Regions from separate parts of the Macaca mulatta genome. Here region 1 is linked to region 2. Evidence: chromatin contacts called from public Hi-C data. All regions are on one chromosome and are shown on one strand. The core of a region is the stretch at or near the end of the contact, and the rest is flanking DNA. Distances in the headings are between cores, read along the strand shown. Region 1 holds the start of UNC119B (unc-119 lipid binding chaperone B). Region 2 holds the start of POP5 (POP5 ribonuclease P/MRP subunit).

Region 1 (6,096 bases), core at 3,064-5,563, 130 kb after region 2:
AGCCTGACCAACATGGTGAAACCCCGTCTCTGCTAAAAATACAAAAATTAGCTAGGTGTGCTGGCAGGCACCTGTAATCCCAGCTACTCGGGAGGCTGAGGCAGGAGAATCGCTTAAACCTGGGAGGTGGAGGTTGCTGTGAGCCAAGATTGTGCCACTGTACTCCAGCCTGGGTGACAGAGTGAGACTCTGTCTCAAATAAATAAATAAATAAATAAATAAATAAATAAATAAATAATAAAATAAAATTAAAAAAAAAAAAAAGGCCAAGTGCGGCCAACACTTTGGGAGGCCAAGGCAGGTGGATCACAAGGTCAGAAGATTGAGACCAGCCTGTCCAACATGGTGAAACCCTGTCTCTACTAAAAATACAAAAATGAGCTGGGTATAGTGGCACATGCCTGTAATCCCAGCTACTTGGGATGAAGAGGCAGGAGAATCGCTTGAACCCAGGAGGTGGAGGTTGCAGTAAGCTAAGATTGCGCCACCGCACTCCAGTGCGGGCGACAGAGTGAGACCCGTCAGGAAAAAAAAAAAAAAAAAAAAAAAATTTGATTAAGTTTGAGGTTGCTTTTAAATTTTAAAAGGAAGTAAGACAACTTTGGCATAGAGTTTGCCTTCCAGACACAGATCCAAAGGTATTTTCTTTTTTCTTTCTTTTTTTTTTGTTCTTTTTGAGACAGAGTCTTGGTCTGTTGCCAGGCTGGAGTGCAGTGGCGTGATCTCAGCTTACTGCAACCTCCGTCTCCCAGGTTCAAGCAATTCTCCTGCCTCAGCCTCCCGAGTAGCCAGGACTACAGGCGTGTGCCACCACGCCTGGCTAATTTTTGTATTTTTAGTAGAGGCGGGGTTTCACCATATTGGTCAGGCTGGTATCGAACTACTGATCTTGTGATCTGCCCGCCTCGGCCTCCCAAAGTGCTGGGATTACAGCCGTGAGCCACTGCACCTGGCCGGTATTTTCTTTTTAAAAAAGTATACAAGGCCAGGCGCGGTGGTTCATGCCTGTAATCCTAGCACTTTGGGAGGCCTAGGCAGGTGGATCACGAGGTCAGGAGATCGAGACCATCCTGGCTAACACGGTGAAACCCCGTCTCTACTAAAAATAGAAAAAATGAGCCGGGCATGGTGGCGGGTGCCTATAGTCCTGGCTACTTGGGAGGCTGAGGCAGGAGAATGGCGTGAACCTGGGAGGTGGAGCTTGCAGTGAGCCGATTGCGCCATTGCACTCCAGCCTAGGTGACAGAGTGAGACTCCGTCTCAAAAAAAAAAAAAGAAAAAGTATACAAGCAGCCCATGATTATATGTTTGAGATAAAACAGTACAGAAAAAAACAGAAGTACAGAAGTAGTTCTAAAATGTCAAAAGTGAATATATTTCCTTTAGCCTCTTCTGATACTCTCCTCCCCAGAGGTAATCAAGGTTAATGTTTTAATGTATATCCAGACCTCTTCCTTTACAATTACAAATACATATTTATATCTATATCTATGTCTGTCTGTCTAGTTTTTTTTTTTTTTTAGATGGTCTCACTCCCATGGCCCAGGCTAAAGTACAGTGGTGTGATCACAGCTCACACAGCCTTGACTTCCTGGGCTCTGGTGATTCTCCCACCTCAGCCTCCTGAGTAGCTGGGACTACTGGCATGCACCACCACGCCCAGCTAATTTTTGTATTTTTAGTAGTGACGGGGTTTTGCCATGTTGCCCAGGCTGGTCTCAAACTCCTGGGCTCAAGCAATCTGCTCACCTTGGCCTCCCAAAGTGCTGGGATTACAGGCATGAGCCACCACACTCAGCCCACATCTAAATATTTATATACTTTCCATGTTAAATAAATGGGATTCTCAGCAGGATGCGGTGAGCTGTGATTGTGCCACTGCACTCCAGCCTGGGTGACAAGAGTGAGGCCCTGTCTTAAATAAATAAATAAATAAATAGGATTCTGTGCCTTGCTTTTTGCCCCACTTAGTATATGTTTGAGATCTTTCCATACATATATATATATATATATATATATATATATATATATATATATCTCATTTTTAAAAAACAGTTCTATGTAACATGAATGGATACAAATGTAATATATTGAAATTTTTCAATATTATAAATCTCTGTGCATACATGTAGGGTATATTCCTGGATGTGGAATTGCAGGTGAGGAGGTTACATTTGCCATCATCCCTAGAAAGAGAAAAGCCAGGGTCCAAGTAACTAATCTTGGTGCTATGAGAACAAAGTTTCCGTAAACAAGTATATGAGAAATGGCCACATGCTAAACCACCCTCTTGGCCATTCACAATCAAGTAGCATATTAAAAGTTCTGGAAATTCTTCAGTAACCACTCTGTTGAGTGGTTTAACAAGAGTTGTTTGCAAAAGGAAAGACTTTAATTCTTTGTACACATTTATTAAAGTCTCCCTGAACAGTTAGTTAAATGCCACCATATGCTAATCTCTCAAAGACAGTACAGCATTTGGGTAGGAACTTGGCCACACACTGTGCCACCCAGTTGGGCAGCTGGGGTGGGGTCAAGTGTGGACTTTGTCCAGGAACCAAGAGATGCCTGTCTTGGTGGCTTTGGTGAGAGGGACTCAGCAAGGAAGGCCTGGCAAGAATGTCAGGAGGCTCTAGGGGAGGGTTGCAAATTTACTCTAGCCTGGCTGAGAGGTGACATCAGACCTAGCAGACACACTGCATCAATCAGGCCCAGGCCTCCAACACAGAGCAGCACAGATCTAGAATCCCTAGAGAAGGAGCCCCTTGGGGTGGAAAAGGGTAGACCATATCCCCCTGTTGACCCACTTCTGGCCAACTGGTGAGGTCATGGCTAACTTTCAAAACTCAGTGTGGATGTTGCCTCTGTGAAATCTTCCCAAGCCCTCAGGCTGTTACAGCCCGGTCAGTATAAACCACTCCTGTGTGTTCTCCTAGCACCTTTGCTGCATCTCTTAGTGCAGTCAGTGAGTCTAGTTTGTCTTCCAGTTCATACTAACCTGCCTTGTGAAGAGGAAGGGTCACATAACGAATTGTGTGCTTCACAGTCTTCTCTAACAAAAGTGGGAGCTCCTCCACAGTGGGATACTGTCCAGGCTCTCATTCAGTCATTACTGAGCACCTACCACTTGTCAGGCATTAGCTGAACTGCTGGGAATTCAGGGGTGAGGCAGACCCAATCCCTGCCCTCACTCTTACATCTCCTGTAGCCTAGCCCAATGTCTAGCCTAGGGCCTGGCACAGTGGGGCTTACGGATGGCAATCTCATTGGAAAGTTTGTTTTGAAACTGCCTTTGCAAAACAAGCAGTGCTTTAACTTACCTTCTATGCTAAATGTATTTAGAAACATTTTCTCAAGATGCATTGTCCACTAATAGTTTAGTGTTGAAGAACAGGCCTTGGGTCAGATGGACCTGGATTCAAATCCTTGTTCCCTGCTCTTACTGCTTGAGGGACTTTGGACATATTACTTGACTCCTCTGAACTTGAGCTTCCTGATCTGTAAAATGGAGACAGTAACACCGCACAGAGTTGTTGTGAGGGGAGGAGCCTGCCCTATAGCAAGTGTCCTGCCACATAGCAAGTGAGCAGTAAACACTGGCCATTCTTCTTGTTGGTGTGATTACTGGGAATTGGTTGCCATTGTGATGTTGGGACTGGTGATGGAACTCTTGGATTGAGAATGCCGAGATGGTGCACTGAAGATTCTGTGTGCTCTTTCAGACCAGGAGGAGGATGAGGAGGAGGAAAGTTTATATGACGTAAATTCATTTGACCGTAACATATATATTTAAACATCGTGGACGACCTTGGGGGCCTGATGGGGAGTGGGGATGCTAAGGCTCCAGCCACCCCTAGGCCCTCCACCTGGCAGGACCAAAGTTGGGGCAGTACCCGCAGCACCGCCCCCCGGGCCCCGCAGGAGTGTGCAGTCACCTTGTTAGGCCTATGTTGGCTGGCCCATCACTCCTGGCCTGCAGTCTCCCAACCCTGTGGCGGCAGCAGCAGCATTCCCTGAATGGAAAGGCTGCCTTGGTGTCGTCTGCTGAGTTGCTATAGGAGTCAGCCCAGGGCTGCTCACGTGCACCTCAGGTTGCTGATGGCAGCTCTAGTTATTTGGCGATGGAAGTTTGGGAGGCGTGGGCCTTGGTCCATTCTGTGCGAAAGGGAATTCCACCGCCCACCGGGCCCCCGCTCCCGCCCCCGGCCCCGCCCCGCTCAGCCCCGGGCCCCGCCCCCTCCCCGCCCGGCCCCGGGCCCCGGGCCCCGGCCCCGGGCCCCGCCCCCGCTCTCCATAGTTACCGCGCTGTGGAGGCGGCGGCCATCTTGGCTGCGGAGCGATGAGCGGGTCTAACCCGAAGGCTGCGGCCGCGGCTTCGGCGGCTGGACCCGGGGGGCTGGTGGCTGGCAAGGAGGAGAAGAAGAAGGCGGGCGGCGGCGTCCTGAACCGTCTGAAGGCGCGGCGGCAGGCGCCCCACCACGCGGCCGACGACGGCGTCGGGGCAGCGGTCACGGAGCAGGAGCTGCTGGCGCTGGACACCATCCGGCCCGAGCACGTCCTGCGCCTCAGCCGAGTCACCGAGAGTGAGTGCCGCGCGGGCCGCGCCCTCCCCTCGCGCCGTGCCCCGGCTCCCGGAGCCTTCAGCGGACCCGGCCACTCGACCAGCTCGCGGGTCCCCCCAGACCCCCTCGGCCGGCCGGGCTGCACTTCCCGCTGCCCCGCCGGCCGGGCTCTGCCCCCGCCACGCTCACGTTGCTCTGGTGGGGAAGGACTCTCCTGGGCTTGACCTCATTCCTGTGAGTCCGGCCACGCTAGGATGCCCCTCGGCCGGTCGGCTCCCTAGTTCTGCCGGACCTGTTTGCGTAGAGGGCCCCGTTCAGCTGAACTGAACCCTCCTGAGCCGGCCGGGGGCCGAGGTCCCCTCATAAATGGGCCCTTGGACCCTCAGCCTGGAACCCCCGGCCATCCGTGAAGTTAGCGCTCAGCCAGGCGCCCCAGCCCTCTGGCAGGCCAGAAGCCTTACCTGCTTCCTCCGCCGGCCCCATTGCAGCCCTCCCCCATTGCAGCCCTCCCCCATTGCAGCCCTCCCCCATTGCAGCCCTCCCCCATTGCAGCCCTCCCCCATTGCAGCCCTCCCCCATTGCAGCCCTCCCCCATTGCAGCCCTCCCCCATTGCAGCCCTCCCCCATTGCAGCCTGCCGGGCCTCCCTCCCGCTTTGGGTCCGGAGCGTTGCCCCTTAGTGTGCAGGTGGGTTCTTCCTCAGACACATAGCCGTGGCATTTCCTGCTCATTTAAAACTGTGCCACATTAAAACAAAAATAAAGTTTCAGTTTGTGTACAAACTCCGACGTGTGAATCCTGCTTTTGACATTCTCGTGAATTAAGAATGATTTCAGGGTTTCAGAAATGCGTTTTCTGCACAAAAGGCAACCATCCTAAGCTTTTTCGTTGATAGGAGGATGGGTGGGAAGAAAAATGTTGCCCAGTCCCTGCCCTGGGTGATCTGGTGATCTCCCTTTTTCTGTTCTCTGCCAAGCCAGTCCCCGAGTTGACGTCTTTTCTCTTGCTGCTGTTTTCCCTGCAGGAGTGTGCACTCACCTGGTTAGGCCCATCTTGGCCTGCCCATCACTCCTGGCTTGCAGTCTCCTAACCCTGTGGCAGCAGCAGCATTCCCTGGATGGATCGAAGGCTGCCATGGTGTCTGCTGAACTGCTATAGCAGGCAGCCCAGGGCTGTTCAGGTTCACCTCAGATTGCCGATGGCAGCTCTAGTAATTTGGGAATGGAAGTTTGTGGGGAGTGGGCCTTGGTCCACCCAGCGAAAGGGAATTCCCATCTCCTAAAAGAGTTTTAATTTGATTCTAGATATTTGGATGCCCCCATTTCCCAACACTGTTTGGGTTGAGACTGTCTTTAGCAGGCCTGAGCATATCTTTAGACATTCTTGCTATTTAGACATTCTTGCTAGTTTTATTGAAACAGTGAGTGTGAAAAAGCTTTTTTTCTGAACCAGTTTTCATCTGGGGCTCTGAAAGTACACACATGCTCAGCACCTGGTCTTGGTAACCTCATGCCCTCTCTTGTCACCCAAGTGAA
Region 2 (6,392 bases), core at 2,581-5,080:
TAAAGTGACCTCTAGGTGTGTTAGAATGCGAAGGCAAATAGTCACAATAAATCACCTGCACAAGCAATGTGAGCTTTTTGTTAAGTTCATTACAGGTGAGCTAGACAAGTTACTTCTTGAATAGGTTAACGTGACAGCTACTGTGATATTGTGGGCTGTCTTTTCTGGTGTCAGGTTTAAATGGTTCTAGAGCTGGGCTTAGCTTTAACCTGCCATTTTAAAAGAAATCCTATCAGGAAATTTCCTGGATGGATGAGGGTGTTCTGGTCTCAAGATGAGGGGGCATGTTGAAGCCAAAATCACCAGTATTTCTGTTAAATGTGTATGGTACTTTCAGTCTCATCCATTGTATTACGGAGAAAACAGATCCCAGAAATGTCGGTAGGTAGTACACCAAATCTGGATCATAAGTCTCTTGCCGTTCCTACTTTCTGTGAGTATGGCAGTCTGACTTGTCTTCAGGGTAAGGCGCTTAAATGAGGAAGAGTAGAACTACAAAAAACTACCTTAAGTTTCTTAAGTGGGCAGCTGCTACATGACCATGCAATAATGATGTCAGGTGAGGCCAGCCCCCCCAACCCCAACTGCAAAAGTTGCATTGTTTGTTTGAGATGGAGTCTCCCTGTGTCACCCAGGCTGGAGTGCAGTGGCGCAATCTCAGCTCACTGCAAGCTCCGCCTCCTGGGTTCATGCCATTCTCCTGCCTCAGCCTCCTGAGTAGCTGGGATTACAGGCACCTGCCACCATGCCCGGCTAATTTTTTGTGTTTGTAGTGGAGACAGGGTGTCACCGTGTTAGGCAGGATGGTCTTGATCTCCTGACCTCGTGATCCGCCTGCCTCAGCCTCCCAAAGTGCTGGGATTACAGGCATGAGCCACCGCGCCCGGCCCAAAGTTGCATTTTTGCAGTTACCTGATTAACTGTTGGCAAGGAATCTGGTATCTATAAGACCCTGTGGTTCAGTACTGAGACGGACTATAGATCTCTGCCAGTTCATTTGCTGTGTCTCAGCTAATATTTCTATTCCAAATGACTTGTCTTGCTTAGGGCCCATCTTGGGGCCGGGGGTACACAGCTTCAGGTAGAAGGCTAAGTATTGAAAATTTAGGCCAGGCACAGTGGCTCACGCCTTTAATCCCAGCACTTTGGGAGGCCAAGGCAGGCCAATCACTTGAGGCCAGGAGTTCAACAGCAGCCTGGCCAACATGGCAAAACCCTGTCTCTACTAAAAATACAAAAATTAGCCAGGTGTGGTGGTGCACGTCTGTAATCCCAGCTACTTGGAAGGCTGAGGTGGGAGAATTGCTTGAACCCGGGAGGTGGAGGTTGCAGTGAGCCGAGATTGGGCCAGTACACTCCAGCCTGGGTGACAGAGTGAGACTGTCTCAATAAAAAAGTTTAGTACCACACAGGGAGTCACTCTTCCCACCAAGGCTAGGGATAGAGAACAGAGACTTAGCCAAGCATGGACTCCATAAGCCCTTTTTGTAACATAAGTATACTAAATGCCACGGAAACCAAATACATTTATTAAATCTACTCTTAGCCAAGCAATAAAGATGTCTACATAGAGTTCACAACCTGCAACACTTAACCAGGGAATGCTAGGTAAAGGCAACTTCAGTTTAACTGAGTACTCTATTTCAAGTGGGTAACATGTCCGCTGGTTGGCAGCTATCCAGCTTGGAAAACTGTAGAAGATGCTGTTGCTACCCAGATTGTTCTGTTCAACAAGTGGGCCCGAAGCCTGAGCAGTGTAGCCTGCTGTGTGGTGAGCAGAGGGTCACTCCATTGCTTCTGCAGCCTCCTCACCTGACTCTTCCTCCTCCTCTAGTAAGCAGCTTCTTGTCACAGACTTCTGGATAGCTTCCCGCTCTCCTGGAGAAGGCAGATAGGGATGAAAGATGTCTTTGGGAGTGATTTCTTCAGCTCGAGGTCAGTCACTGCTCAGCGGGCACTGGGCTAGTATTGCTTACCTTCATCAGTGCAGTTCTGCAACAAGATCAACAGCTGTCTCCTGTTGTACTGAATTAGGAACTTCTGACATGTTCTTATTGTACCTGGCATGTGAGTTACTGCGGTCAACAGCTTGTGAAAGGTCTCGACCTTACTTTCAGAGGTAGGGGAAGTGTCTTGTTAGCGGGACAGCAGGAAGACCCACCCACCAGTCTAGACTGAACTCTGAACATGTCACCTATTGAAAATCAGTAGCCGTATCACGTCACTCCTACCTCCCACATGTAACGTGTTGAAAAAGCATGGGTAACGGTGTCCTTTGTTCTCCAGGTATGTGATGAAGGGAAGAGCTGACCACACAAGCTGATAGAACTCTTTTCTGCATCGAAGTAGCACTATTCCAGTATAGGCATTGAGGTATCGAACTACAACAGGGAAAAAAAAATCATTTCGGAAAATTTTGCTGTGTGTGGTGGCTCACACCTGTAATCCCAGCACTTTGGGAGGCTGAGGCGGGCAGATCACTTTACGTCAGGAGTTCGAGGCCAGCCTGGCCAACATGATGAAAACCCGTCTCTACTAAAAATACAAAAATTAGCCGGGCGTGGTGGTGCACGCATGTAATTCCAGCCACTCAGGAGACTGAGTCATGAGAATCGCCTGAACCCAGGAGGTGGGGGCAGCAGTGACCTGTGATCTCCCTGCTGCACTCCAGCAGCCTGGGCAACAGAAGACTGTCTCAAAAAAAAAAAAAAAAACAAAAAAACTTTAGAGTAACAGAGCACAAGTGGCACGTAGGATCTTTCAGCGAGTAAAAGAGAAAAGCCAAAACACCCACTGTGTTGCACACCACTCAGAACTGGTGAATGAATTTAGAATCTAACATGCTTTCTAATTCACTAGTTAATTCAATAAATAGGAGCAGGTAGGAGGGCGATCCATTTTAATTTAGGAAAAACCCTCGCCTGAAAAATAGGCTGTTTTACTGCAGTTGGGCTCTGTAATTCTTGTAGCAGTCAGCTGAGTCTCACCTGACTTAAGGATGAGTTAAGCCTATCTGCATTTAACTCTCCAGAAGTCAATCCTCAAGCAAGGTAAAAGGGGGAACTAATATAAATGGTGTGGAAGAAGGGCCCCGGGCCCCTCTTTGTCCCGGCTCATCCTGTATTCACATATATTGACGATCATGTGTTCTGTACTTTACCAACTAAGGGCATTCCCAAGGATACTTTCGACAATTTTTTTCCATGTGATGTTAATGTAATCGGTCATAATAGCTCTTACTAGGAACTAGATACAGCTTCCCTCATTTAATTCTCTATCCTATCAAATTCAATCACAACCAATTACAGAAATTACCTGTCAAGCAGGCAAAAAGAGGCCTCTAGCTCAAAGACCCACTGCCTTCGGGCCCCTCCTTTTAGCTCTCTGCTAATTTCGGACTCGTGTGGATCTCTCGCTTGCGGTCCCCGGCGCTTAAAGAGATACCTTACAAAAAACGATGCACGGGCTTGGCCACTCGTGCCCCTTCTTTCTTCCTCCGGCGCCTGCCCCCTCCACGTCCCGCCATCCTCCCGGGTTCCCCTCTTCCCCCAACGCTCTCGCACCCGCGAAGCCGATGGAGCAGGCGGCTGCGCCGAAAGTCCCGTGCACCCTGGCGATAGTGTCCCGTACGAGGCTGCTCAGAACTCGGTCATCGAGGCTTAGGCGGCAGCGGGGGTCGTCAGACACCAATTCGCAGAGCAGGTACCTGCGGCAGGCGAGAGGAAGGTGGGCGCTAGCGGCGCCGCGGGGACCTGGCAAGGCGCTGGGTGGGTCTGGAAGGGAATGCTTACCTGTGCTTGAACCGCACCATAGCTGCCTCCGCGCCGTCGGGATCGCTGTGCAAACCGGATGTGGGTTCCGTCCGCGGCCCGTGGGAAGCTTACTTCCGCAGCCTTTCAGCCATTCAGAGAAGGAGACAGGACATGCGGGCGGAGCTAGAAAGTTGAGAGGCCGAACTCTGTGTCAGTCTCCCTCAAGCCCCACCTAACTCTGCGTTTGTAAGCGCGCATGCGTCCTGCGGAGGGTCTCTGACTAGTTTGAGGGCTGAACTTCGGCTTGGAGCGGCTGGGAGCGGTTTGGAGCGGCTTGCAGCTGCGATGGGTGGTTTTGCTGCACACCGGAGTTTACAATACTGTGTAGGATGCAACCGCTGCCCTTGGGGCCCTGGGAACCTTGCAGCACAGGTATGTATGCGAGTACATTCTCTCCCCAAGGTGAACCGTGGAGTTTTTGAGGGCAAGACCCTGCACTTCACAGCCCAGGGATTGACAAACGGGAAATCGGACTCTTATTTTCAGGTTTGAGCTCAGTTTAATTCTTCCATGCAGCTAAATGTGCTATTGCTGTTTGGGCCTTTCAAAAATCTTAGGGAGGCGAGTGTGCTGTCTCATTTTTTGTTCGCAGAAACAATACGTGGTCATTGTATTTTCCATTTCTGTTTTCCTTTCCTTTTTATTTTTTTTTTTTTAACAGAAAAGCACAAAGAAGCAAATAAATTATAATCCCAGCACTGAGAGAGAATAACTGTTGTCGTGTAGTGTGTTTTCTTCTGTCATTTTCCCCCTGGGCCAGCGGTTCTCAAAGTGTCGTCTGGGGACCCCTGAGATTTCCTAAACTCACTCGGTTTAGGAGTCCCCGAAGCCAAAATTACTTTCATAATAATACTAAGATGTTACTTGTCTTTTTCATTCTCTCAGAGTGAACAGTCAAGTTTTCCAGAGGCTGCTTGACGTGATGATATCACTGCTCTAACAGCTAATGGAATTGTGTATTTTTTTTAAACATTTCTCAACTTTAATGTCCATAGTAAATATAACCCACAAAACTAAAAGCTCTTGGGGATCCTCAGTAACGTGTGTAAAGGGGTCCTGAGACAGAGAAAACAGTTTGAGAACTATGCCCTCTGTTAAATTATGTTTTTTCTTTTATTTTCTTTTTAAGTATTTTTTTAAAAAAGTCTTATGTGGTATTACATAAAATACATATTCTTTTTTTTTTTTTTTTTTTTTTTGAGACGGAGTCTCGCTCTGTCACCCAGGCTGGACTGCAGTGGCCGGATCTCAGCTCACTGCAAGCTCCGCCTCCCGGGTTTACGCCATTCTCCTGCCTCAGCCTCCCGAGTAGCTGGGACTACAGGCGCCCGCCACCTCGCCCGGCTAAGTTTTTGTATTTTTAGTAGAGACGGGGTTTCACTGTGTTAGCCAGGATGGTCTCGATCTCCTGACTTCGTGATCCGCCCGTCTCGGCCTCCCAAAGTGCTGGGATTACAGGCTTGAGCCACCGCGCCCGGCCAAAATACATATTCTTAAGTGTACATCTCAATGAATTTTTACATATGCGTAGACTTCTATAACCACCTCCAAGATTAAAGAGCACTTCCAGTATCCCAGAAGGTTCCCTGATCCCTCTTCCAGTCAAACTCCCTTACTGCCACTATTACCATTTCTACCCTGCTAGATTAGTTTTGCCTGTTCTTAAATTTTATATAAATGTCCTCCAGCATGTTTTCTTTTGTGTTTGCCTTCTTTTGCTCAACATGATTGTAAGATTGATTCCTGTTGTTTTGGCTCTATTTTCTTTTTTCTTTTTTTGTTTTTAAGACAGAGTCTTGCTCTTGTTGCCCAGGCTGGAGTGAAATGGCACGATTTCGGCTCGCTGCAACCTCCGTCTCCTGAGTTCAAGCGATTCTCCTGCCTCAGCCTCCCGAGTAGCTGGGGTTACAGGCACCCGCCACCACGACCAGCTAATTTTTGTATTTATTTATTTACTTTCGAGACGGAGTCTCTATTGCCCAAGCTGGAGTGCAGGGGCGTGATCTCAGTTCACTGCAACCTCTGCCTCCCGGGTTCAGGCGATTCTCCTGTCTCAGCTTCCCAAGTAGCTGGGACTGCAGGCGCGTGCCACCACAACTGGCTAATTTTTGTATTTTTAGTAGGGATAGGGGTTCACCATGTTGGCCAGGCTGGTCTCGAACTCCTGACCTCAGGTAATCCACCCACCTTGGCCTCCCAAAGTGCTGGGATTTTGGGATTATAGGCGTGAGCCACCACGCCTGGCTGTTTCGCTATATTTTCATGTCAACTGTTCAGCTACGATACTGTTTTTTCAGCTGTGCAGTAATGCATTGTTTGGATGTACCACTGTGAAGTTGGTCAGTATCTCCTGGTAGACGTTTACATTATTTCCAGGTTTTCTTGTTATGCCCAGTACTTTGATGTATGGCTTTGTAGCTTAGTCTTTATGCCCATCCCTGATTATTTGTAGAAATGTCTTAGCCTTGGCTGGTCCTGTGAGGTCTGTAATGGAGGCAGCTTTCACAACTGATTTTTGCAAGATCTGGAATGAGTTCTGAATTTTCCCATCTCCCACTCTTCTTGGCCACCTTAAAGGAG

What was found. Hi-C and Micro-C count contacts between places; a contact is called where the count stands out from the background.
Region 1: a Hi-C map of fetal cortex germinal zone shows a contact between it and region 2, with 3 times the contacts expected there. The contact joins the promoter of UNC119B here to the promoter of POP5 in region 2. A contact is called at or near these places in 3 of 14 Hi-C or Micro-C datasets (cortical neurons, fetal cortex germinal zone and liver).

What each region holds. Positions count from the first base shown.
Region 1 is chr11:128,033,841-128,039,936 of T2T-MMU8v2.0, forward strand. It overlaps UNC119B (unc-119 lipid binding chaperone B), which reads left to right and starts at 4,314. Exons shown (of 5, transcript NM_001266482.1): 1 at 4,314-4,583. The coding sequence starts at 4,340.
Region 2 is chr11:127,901,987-127,908,378 of T2T-MMU8v2.0, forward strand. It overlaps POP5 (POP5 ribonuclease P/MRP subunit), which reads right to left and starts at 3,831. Exons shown (of 5, transcript NM_001266561.2): 1 at 3,792-3,831; 2 at 3,564-3,706; 3 at 2,232-2,381; 4 at 1,977-2,060; 5 at 1,512-1,878. The coding sequence starts at 3,811. The coding sequence ends at 1,784.